Regions from separate parts of the Hordeum vulgare genome. Here region 2 is linked to region 1. A link is a contact called in public Hi-C data. All regions are on one chromosome and are shown on one strand. Each heading gives the region's core, a stretch centred on a gene start, on an enhancer-like site or on the middle of the called end of the contact. The rest is flanking DNA. Distances are from core to core; before and after follow the strand shown.

Region 1 (5,288 bases), core at 39-2,538:
TTCATAAAATGTTAAACTTTATTCCTGCAATTCTAATCATTGTTCCTACTGTTCAAGTAAATGCTCATGTTGTTAGAGACAATCACATGTTAAAAAACATTTTAAGAATACCTGGAGAAATACACTATAGTCGGGCGGAATGAAGAAAAAAGTAAAAGAAAAAAATCCTGTAAAAAATTGAAAGGAAAAAACACGATCACGAAAAAACAAGAAGAAACAACCATTTACGACGTTTAAAAGGCAGAATTGGGTAAGAGACGATGCTCAGATAATAATATACTACTCCCACATTTGCTAGTGGGCCACAAACTAAGGGCGCGTTCGGATTCCCTCCGCTCTGCGACTCCGCGCCGGAGCGGAGTCGCATCCAGTGTTAACTAGGGGAGTTCCTAAAACGCAGCTCCACCCACTCCGCTCCGTGGAGGGCTGCCGAACAGGCGCTAAGTCGGGAGCGGAACATGCGACCGTTAAGTGCTACTCGCAGCAGGCATTGGACGCGACTAACTCGGGAGCTGGAGAGGCGACCGTTTAGCGAGTCCGGCATTTCCTATTTACCGCCAAAGGCATTAGTTAACGTGCATTTTTGTTAACTCGAGTCTGTAACGTTTATAAATGGACTGGCCTATTTAGGCACCGGTTACTTTTTTTGAAATTCTATGAACTTTTTTAAATATTAATGAACTTTTTAAAAATTTCAACAATTGTTTTTAAGATTGATGAACTATTCTCCGAAAACCAATGAATCTTTTCTAAAATATTAAAATTCTATGATTTTTTTTGAATATGGATGAACTTTTCTGAAATTTGATGAACGTATTTTAAAAAATTGATGAATTTTTATCAAAGTTGACGATTTACTGTAAGTTTTATGAACTTTTTTTCAGTTCAGTGAACTTCTTTTTAAAATACATAAACTTTGTTTTAATTTCTGTGAACTTTTTTCAAATTTAATGAACTTTTTTAAAAATGTAATGAACTTTTTCTAACTCGGATGAACTTTGTTTCAATTTCAATGAACTTTTTTTCGAATTGATTAACTTTTTTCAAAATTGATGAACCTTTATTTTTTTTCTAATGTATGAATCTTTTTCTTTAAAACTGTAAACCTTTTTTGGTTTCATATTTTATTTTCGTAACAAATAGGAAATCTGGACCTTTTTTTTACTGGATCAATAAAAAAGTATCAGGACAGCGTGTTAGTGGACCGCTCCATGCCAACGATACTACAGGTGCCGAATCGCTAACGGACGCCTACAAGGTTGCATAAGACCTCCCAGCGAGTCCCGAGGACGCATGGCCGGCAGCACGCAGGATTGGACCGGACCTAACGACACGACCCTTTTCTGGAGAGCCCAGTGTGTGCTTATTAAGTTTTTCTTACTTTTATTTATATTTTGTCATGTTTTAAATATGTATATGAAAATAGCTACTTCATGTCATTTCTTTGAAAGCGTTCACAGTGCATTCAAAAAGTCAATATAGTGTTAAAACAATTGCACGGGCAGTTTATGAATAATGTTCCTACCATTTGACAAATGCCCGTGACATTTCATAAAATCTTCACTCATTTCAAAATAAGCTTGTGACTTTTTCCAAATGTATATACAGTGTTTGCATATCTTCTAAAAATGTTTCCTAAAATGTTTGTGAATTTTCTTTAGTGTAAAAAAACCATCGTTTAATTTATTTTTTTCCATTACATTCAATAAAAATGTCTGTTACATTCTAGAAAGTTGTTCGAACACTTAATGTTCATGCCATTTATGAAAAATAATAATATGTGTTAGAAAAATGTTTATCATGTATTAAAAAATTGTTCAATATGCATGTAAAAATAAATCAAGGTGTATCTGAAAATGCTCGACATTTATGCAAAAAAAAATCAACGAGTATTGGATAATGAAGTATTTGAAATGTAGAAATAACAAAAAAGAAGGAGAAAACAAATATTAAACCCCAAAATAAAATTGATAAAATCCAACACAAAAACATGCACAAACCTTCCCCCCACCCCCTCGCGCGGAAGAATATCGGCAAACAAAACACACAAAATGGGAAAAAGGAATCGCGCGAAAGGCGCCGTTGTCCTTTTGATTGCATCATTACCATTCGACATGTTAAGCCATCACTCCTTGGTCGATTACTCTGTGGCCCACCGACATAAGTCTGTGTTTCCTAAACATAGTCTGTCCTTAAATCGATATGTAAAGATAAGATTTGCGGATGCTGAGGGTGTCCTGGGTTAGGGGTACCAGCCCGAATTGATTTGCGTGGGCCGAACTAATGGCCCGTTAAGCCACCGCCCGAAGAACGGTGAGAGCATAAAAACTTGCCCGTATGAAGAAGGGAAACCTCGAAAGACCTAGCATGCATCCCAAGGACAACTCTATATTCAACATATCTACAACCGACCTAAATATATGACCTAGCTCCCCCTAGGTATCTATATAAGCCTAGGGGTTTAGTTCGTAGAGGGGGAACTTATTCACCTTAGGGTTCAGAGTTTACACAACGATTTTAAGGTAGATCATCAACATGTACTCGATACCCCATCACCAATACAATCAAAGCAGGTCGTAGGGTTTTACCTTTTCGAAAGGGCGTGAACCTGGGTAAACATCGTCTTCCTACTCTTCATGTTACCATTAGTCTCAGACCCACAACTCAGAATCCCCTACCCGAGACCTGTCGGTTTTAGCACCGATAGATGCCTTATGCATATAGATGTGGAATGAAAGTGGAGGACCTTCATAGTTCATATGTTTCCTTCGTCTCTGATTGGCGTCCCAACACTAGATAGTGGAGGAAGCAGCCAGAAAGGGCATTATCTCAGCGGTGTTGTTAGAATGTAAATCATATAGTTGATTATTTGAGGAGCAAACAATCACACGAGACACAACACCGATATTTGTTAACGAGGTTTACTAAACTCTGCCACATCCTTGGGACCTGACTACGGGAGCTCCTTCCAATGTCATCATCATACTACCTCACATCGTTCATCCGGACGCCGACACATGCCGCCTAGTCTTCCTTTATGCATGTGCTATTACGTTGGCATAGATTATATCGCGTGTCTATCCCACATTATATAAGTGGCCTAGTATACAAGTGTTTTGTTTCTTGATCACAATCAATACTCGAGAAAAATTAAGATCATCTTTACTCTATTTTGTAATTCAATTTTTTGGATTACCTCTTCAACATCATCACATATCGATCATTGATCTGCATGAAACTGAACAACTTAGTGATACTTATCACGTATCACACATAAGAGTAACATGAACTCAATGTTCTCACTCTTTTTTGGCCGCCTGTCTCAAACTTCAAGGGATTTCATTGTTTCTTATAGTCATTCCGAGTCAAATTTGCAGTTTTCTCTTCACATGTATGACCACTAGACTCGTCTCCATGTCTCATGCATACCACATGACTCGTTGCTAGAAACCGCGTTGAGCGTCTGCTGTGTTGTTCGAGTCTGAAGCGTCGTGAACCCACATCACTCAACCCCTATTGTAGAGTACCACCGTTCTTCACCGACCTATAACGAGATTCACGTTTCCATCAGATCACTCGGCTCTGGTCCAAATCACGTATCACTCATTTTTCCTGTTGAAATAGGCTGCCATTCTGGACATCCTTACACCATAGCCCCTTAATCAACACCGAGTGAAGTCTTCATCAGACTCCAGCTCCACCTTCAACATGACTCCATGGCAGATGATCCGTGCACCCTCGCGCCAGTAGAGTTCAAGTTCTGTGTGTACACCAACTTGAATCAACTCTGGGCCATAGTTTTGTCGAAGTCACATAAGCCCTCGAGCATGTGCCATGTATTTCCACACCGAAAAGTCGGTCACCATCAGCATCACACTCCTATGCCGTTGTGGCCAATCGCACCATCATTTTCTATCCCAGCAACTTGTGTCGATTTGTTAGACTATCTAGTCTGATTGCAACCATGCTCTACCGCATAATCGACTTCCTTGCTGCATACAATCCAAGCCTTCCCAACAAACTAGATCCAAAAATAAGTATTCCGTGCAAACCGCACAACTCCTTTTTTTCTTGTCCATGTTTGTTCATAGCCTTGTCCATATACACGCAAGAACCCTTTTTTGCCACAAAATCTCTCTCGTCGTCCAAGTATATATATATTTCGCAGCTTCCATGTCTCCAACACCTAATGTACCTTGGGGCGCGATATATATAATTTGGATTTGTATCACGGATGATGTGTGTTATGTTTAGCAATGCCTAGCCAACAAATAACGAGTTTGACCATAAGTTGAATAGTTTAGTTTCTATAGTGAATTAACGTCTCTTTTGTGTTATTATGTACATATACTCCGCAACAAATAGTGTATGGTACTTTTGCGATTGGATTATTAGATTCTGATTATTGACTCTTCCCCTAGCTAGCACTAAGCTGAGATGATATGTTTGTTGTTTCTTGCTGCAACTAAAACTAAGAACCGAGATAATAATGCAATCATTTTACATATAAATTTACATATAAAGTTGGTACCTTTTGGGATGGTTATTAGTGTCATAGAAATTATTGGAGCGACGCTTTCATGAGTTATTTGACGAGATTATCAAGAAAATGTCATGTGCCATCATCTGTGCAGGCTAAGTTCATGCGGTCACCTAGTTGCGTGTGTGAAGGCAACCTAGAGGCGTGTTTGTCTGCGGCCGGTGTTCCAGCGTGCGAGCAGGCCACATCAGAGATTTTGATCAGAAGATGTGGCTTTAACCAGTGGACTTCATGCCTCCGTGGTAGTCTATGCATACGGAAGGAGTGAGATGGGGCCGCAACATCCTTTGACCGCCCTCCGCCCGCCTATCCAACCACCTCTTCTTAATGGCGAGATGATACGTCTCCAATGTATCTATAATTTTTGATTATTCCATGTTATTATGTTATCATTTTAGAACACCTTTTATGCACTTATCTACCGATTTATATTATCTTTGAGCAATAACCTATTGAATCAGTGCCCAATGCGAGTTGTTGTTTTCTACGTGTTTTTCCACTTTTCAGGTTTCAGTACCAAACGAAGTCCAATTGACCTGAAACTTTTTTTGAATTTTTTCTGGGCCAAAACAAGACCGTGGAGCACAAAAAGGAGGAGGAGGGTGCTCGAGGGCCTCACAAGCCAACATGGCGCAACATGTTTATTGACCTAATGCTTGTATTTACATGATCATTGTCGTGAAAATCGTATAATTATCCGCTCTTCTATCAATTGCCCAACAGTAATTTGTTTACCCACCGTGTGCTA
Region 2 (4,694 bases), core at 644-3,143, 910 kb after region 1:
ATCCTCCGATGAGCCAGCAGCAGATTCCTGCCACCTGGCCCTGCTCGTTACGATAGGACTAGGACTGGCAGTAGCATTTCCAACGTTGATGGGGCTAAGCTCCGAAAGAAACACGCAACGGATCGAGTCATTTCAGCTTTTGGACTGACGACATTCGGTCGATGGAGCTAAGCTCCGAGAGAAACAGTGGTAGTCCAGCGGCAAAGCTGAAGAAGTGCCACGAGCAGAGACGGCCGGGACGAGTAGTGCCAAGGCCAGCAGTTGAGCGTTCCTCATCTCTCGAACTCTGAACTGAAGTAATACGATTAAAACATTGGTTGAACAGTCAATTGCTACACATGGTTTTTCTAGGGCTGCTGTTGCTTTAGCAATGAAACACATCATCACTATGTTACTCTTTGGATCTCCTAATTTTCTCTCTGTCGTTGGACGTCGATCAATTGCTTTCACGATCTTTTACACGCGCACCCTGCGTTTGACTGGACGCCAACACAAACTGCCCGTCATTACTTTTACAATGGCCTTCTGATTTACCATGGACAAAAGGATCACCTGACTGGACGTGGAGTATTTACACTCAGGCTCAAATGCTTCCCTTAAGGCCTTATTTGGTACTAGTGTTTTTAAGAAAATTGGTGGGGATAATCGGATGAAACTCCAACCTTCACCTAATCCCTTCAAATCCCCGTTTATCCCCAATCCATTAGGTAAGGGTAGTGTATTGTGTATTGAGAAAAATGCACTATAATTTAAAAATTTATGAGAAAATATGGAGATGAAACATGCCAAATACACTAGAACCAAATGATGTTATGAGATATGTGGGAATTTAGGGGTTTGATCGGGATAATCCCCACTAATTGCCTAAAATAAACTAGTAAGGCCTAAAGTACCGGTTACTCCTCGTGTTCCTGGCAAGGCCGGAACATGCGGGTGGATTGGGTGACGTTCTTGCATTTTCAGCATAGGCGAAGGTTCAAGGCGTCTTCGAGAAGGACAGTTATGCTGCCAGATATATCGGTGCTGATGGATCTTTTTTTTTAAACAATTCTGCGAAGCTTTATTAATTCGTTACTATATTTACACAGATGGATGTCAGATTTTTCGGATGACCCAAACATGGGTAAAAGCATGCTTCGTTAAATTGTGAGCTTTAAAATTAAAGCTCCTTCGTTTGTAAACGAACTTACAAGAATTAAAAAAAAACAGAAATGTCTAAGATTTCTTGAACTATCGTCCCATAGGTGGCCGAGGAACGATTCAGGATATCATTCACTAGTACCTCGTAATCTGAAGTAACCTGAACGTTTTGAATGTATAGATGATTCGCGAGCGCCAGCGCTTCTCTGATTGCCAAAGCTTTCAGGGTTGGTGGATCTGATATAAATCTGAAATCAAACGTTGAAGCTCCCAGGAAATTGCCCTCTTGACCCCTCGAAATCACCTCAACACACCCAAAACCATGTCTAGAAACAGATCCATCTGCATTGAACTTCGCAAAACCAAGTGCTGGAGAAATCCATTGTGGTATTTGTTGTGGAGAATTGTTGGCCCTAGCAGGGACAGATGTATGCTTGATCGCATTCAACTCCCAGAAATATGAATTGATGAAGTTGTGTACTGCTGCCGGCGACTGAAAAATGTCCTCATTAATTGTTTCCTCCTAGCTCCCCAGATTGCCCAGAGAGTCACCACGAGACGGAAAAAGTCATCTTCCGCCAATATTTCATGCAATGCAAAAATAAAATCCTTGGCAATGTCCTTCAGATGATTGCTCATCACCTGCACTAACTATTGGATACGGGCATGGTGTCGTGTGTTCTAGCTTGGGCCAAGACCAGAGGACAATGATGGGGGCCTGTGTTGAGGATATTAGCCATGACATAAGGCGGTCAATCCAGCCCGGGTCACGAAGACGTGGGCCTGAACGTAAGCCGGCCCGTGAAAGGCAAAGACCCACTTGCCTGGTTCGAAGGGAAAAATCTATTTGACACTCTGTGCGAAGCCCCGGGGCTTCGCACAGAGCGGGAGATCGATCGGGCTGCCTGGTTTTGTGAACCTTCTACAGGTTCCCAGCTGGTCTTTTCGGTTTTCGGAACCTTCCGTGTCGGGGCTTCTAGAAGGATCCCTGAACCGATTTTTTTATTTTTCATTTTTATTTATTATTTTCACTTTTTTTTCTGTTTCTGCTTCAAAAAATGTTCTGGATGTTCAAAAAATATTTTTAGATTTTCAAAAAATGTTCTTGATTATAAAAAATGTTCGCGCTTGCAAAATTGTTTTCAGTTTCCAAATTTGATCTCAAAATTAAAAATATTGTTCGCACTTTAAAAATTTGTTTGTGCTTCTAAATTTGTTTGAAGTTTTTAAAATGTATTCCTAGTTTCAAAAAAATTCTCGAGATTCAAAAAATGTCCGTGCTTCAAAAAATTGTTCGCGCTTCGAAATTTGTTCACGTTTTTTTAAATTGTTCTCTATTACAATATTTGTTCTCAAATTCAAAAAAATAATCATGCTTTAAAATTTTGTCCACGCTTGCAAATTTGTTCGAGTTTTTCAAAATTATTGTCCTTTTTAACAAATTTGTTCTCAAGATTCAAGAAATGTTCATGCTTTAAAAAACAGTTCGCGCTTCCAAATATGTTCACGTTTTTTAAATTGTTCTCGGTTTCAAAATTTGTTATCAAAATTCATAAAATGTTCATGCTTTAAAAATTTGTTCGTGCTTTCAAATTTCTTTGGGTTTTTTAAAAACTGTTCTTCTTTTTAAAATTTTGTTCTCAAGATTCAAAAAATGTTCGTGCTTTAAAAAATTGTTCACGTTTCCAAATTTGTTCACGCTTTTTAAAATTGTTCTCTGTTTCAAAATTTGTTCTCAAAATTCAAAAAATGTTCGTGCTTTAAAAATTTGTTCGCGGTTTTAAATTTGTTTGGGGTTTTTCAAAATTGTTCTCCTTTTCAAAATTTTGGTCTTAAGATTCAAAAAATGTCCGTGTACTAAAAAATTGTTCGCGCTTCCAAATTTGTTCATGTTTTTTTAAAATTGTTCTTCAAATTCAAAAAATGTTTTTGCTTCAAATAAAAAAATAAAAGAAAAAATGAACAGATGGCCTAAATTGGCGTAGGCGGTGCCGGCTTAAGAACAAACCTATCCCGATCAAGGGTAGGGGTCGTGTACGATACCGGCTTATTGTAAACCCAACGACTTGACCTAGAATATCAAGCGAGCCCCGAGTCATTCAAAAGGACAGATCCAGGTTAGAAGTCTCGAAGCATAGGTAGCGAGACAATATCCTTGTAATCAAGATCTGGACATCGAATAACAAAACACAAGCAGGAGTAGACTTTTACCTTACTTGAGGGATCGAATCTGGGTAAACTCGCTTCTCTCATTCCCGATCAACCCCATGCAAGGCTTCACCTAGCCGTTATGGCCTGCAACTAAGTTCTTCTATGAGAACACTTGCCATGACATCCCCACAACAGCCTGCTCGATAGTGACCGTTGGTAGTCACTGGATCGAGAAACACACACACACTCCCGGTCCATCGGGATTAGTTGAGGATTTAGGCATGGACGCTTCCTACGGTGGAGGCATTGACCCAGATTGAGTCGCTGATGTCAAGATAGGAGTGGATGGAGTGCGTCTGCTCTTCCAACCATGGTCGATGCATTGTGGATTTGGCGGTTAGCGGTGTCTGGGGACATGGATGCTGGGACGACGGCCTATGGTGGTGGTCCACATGGTTGGCTCTTCGGCGGGTATCATACAGTGATGACGGCTATGCCTCTTTGTCATGTGGCCGACAAGGGGGTAGCGGTGAGGGGCTGGTACTCGCTCTCTGGCACTGGTGCTATATCCAAATCCAGATATGAACGCTTGGGCTCGTCGCATTGGTCGTAGGTGCGTCCCAGTGGCACGGGCGAAAGTTTCACGCCTTATCGTTGAGGACGGCGACCCTTGCGGGCGTCGTCCACCTCTTGAGGACATTGTTGTGGTTCTTCTCTTCGTGCCAAAGGCTTCAAGTGACAACCCTCGTCCGTCTAGGACTCAGTAGCGACGATGCTTGGCGTCATCTACCTTCCTAAGGGCGTTGCCGTGGAGCTTAGATGTCTTAGGACGTGTTGTGTCATTGTATTTAGGCCTACCTATGTTAGTTCTCGATAGCATAGTCGCTTGTGTGTCTGTTGTCTGGTTATCTAAGGATCTGCTTTATAAGAAGGTATCCTTGTTATCATGTATCGTTCGACGGTGTACTATGATTTGTGCTTCATTTATAAAGAGGGGCATGATGAACCTTTTATGAACCAAATTTATGCATGTGCTTGTGTGATGAATCGCTTTTGAGAAGTTTGCGATTCATATGTGTCATGACTCGTGCCCCGGACCCGGTGATGGTTGCGTGAGTGCCAAGAGGTGGTCACCAAAGTCTTTGATTTTTTTTTAAAAAAAATTGCTATGACTTCCATAAATGTCGTTTTGTGATGAAAATTTTCAAGCATATAAAACATTTTTCAAGTATACCATAAAAAAAATTCAAATTATATTTTCTTTTTATTTTGTTGTTCACTCAAGCTCATTTAAGCTCGGGAGCATAAGAAGATTTTAGCACTTAACTAGGTTTTCCTGCTCCAAACAAGAAAGTAGACATTGATGAAACTCTGCAACCAATGTGCCCTAAACCTAATAATTA

What was found. Hi-C and Micro-C count contacts between places; a contact is called where the count stands out from the background.
Region 2: a Hi-C map of seedling shows a contact between it and region 1, with 7 times the contacts expected there. The contact joins two enhancer-like sites. A contact is called at or near these places in 2 of 6 Hi-C or Micro-C datasets (leaf and seedling).

Annotation. Positions count from the first base shown.
Region 1 is chr2H:35,267,638-35,272,925 of MorexV3_pseudomolecules_assembly, forward strand. No RefSeq gene overlaps it. Among protein-coding and RNA genes, the nearest start is that of LOC123424684, 96 kb to the left of the region's middle. Within about 2 kb of position 1,289, at least 3 of the 3 cell types and tissues checked have open chromatin away from gene starts, as enhancers often do. A contact at or near this core is called in leaf and seedling, where this site is marked.
Region 2 is chr2H:36,175,813-36,180,506 of MorexV3_pseudomolecules_assembly, forward strand. No RefSeq gene overlaps it. Among protein-coding and RNA genes, the nearest start is that of LOC123429435, 65 kb to the left of the region's middle. Within about 2 kb of position 1,894, at least 3 of the 3 cell types and tissues checked have open chromatin away from gene starts, as enhancers often do. A contact at or near this core is called in leaf and seedling, where this site is marked.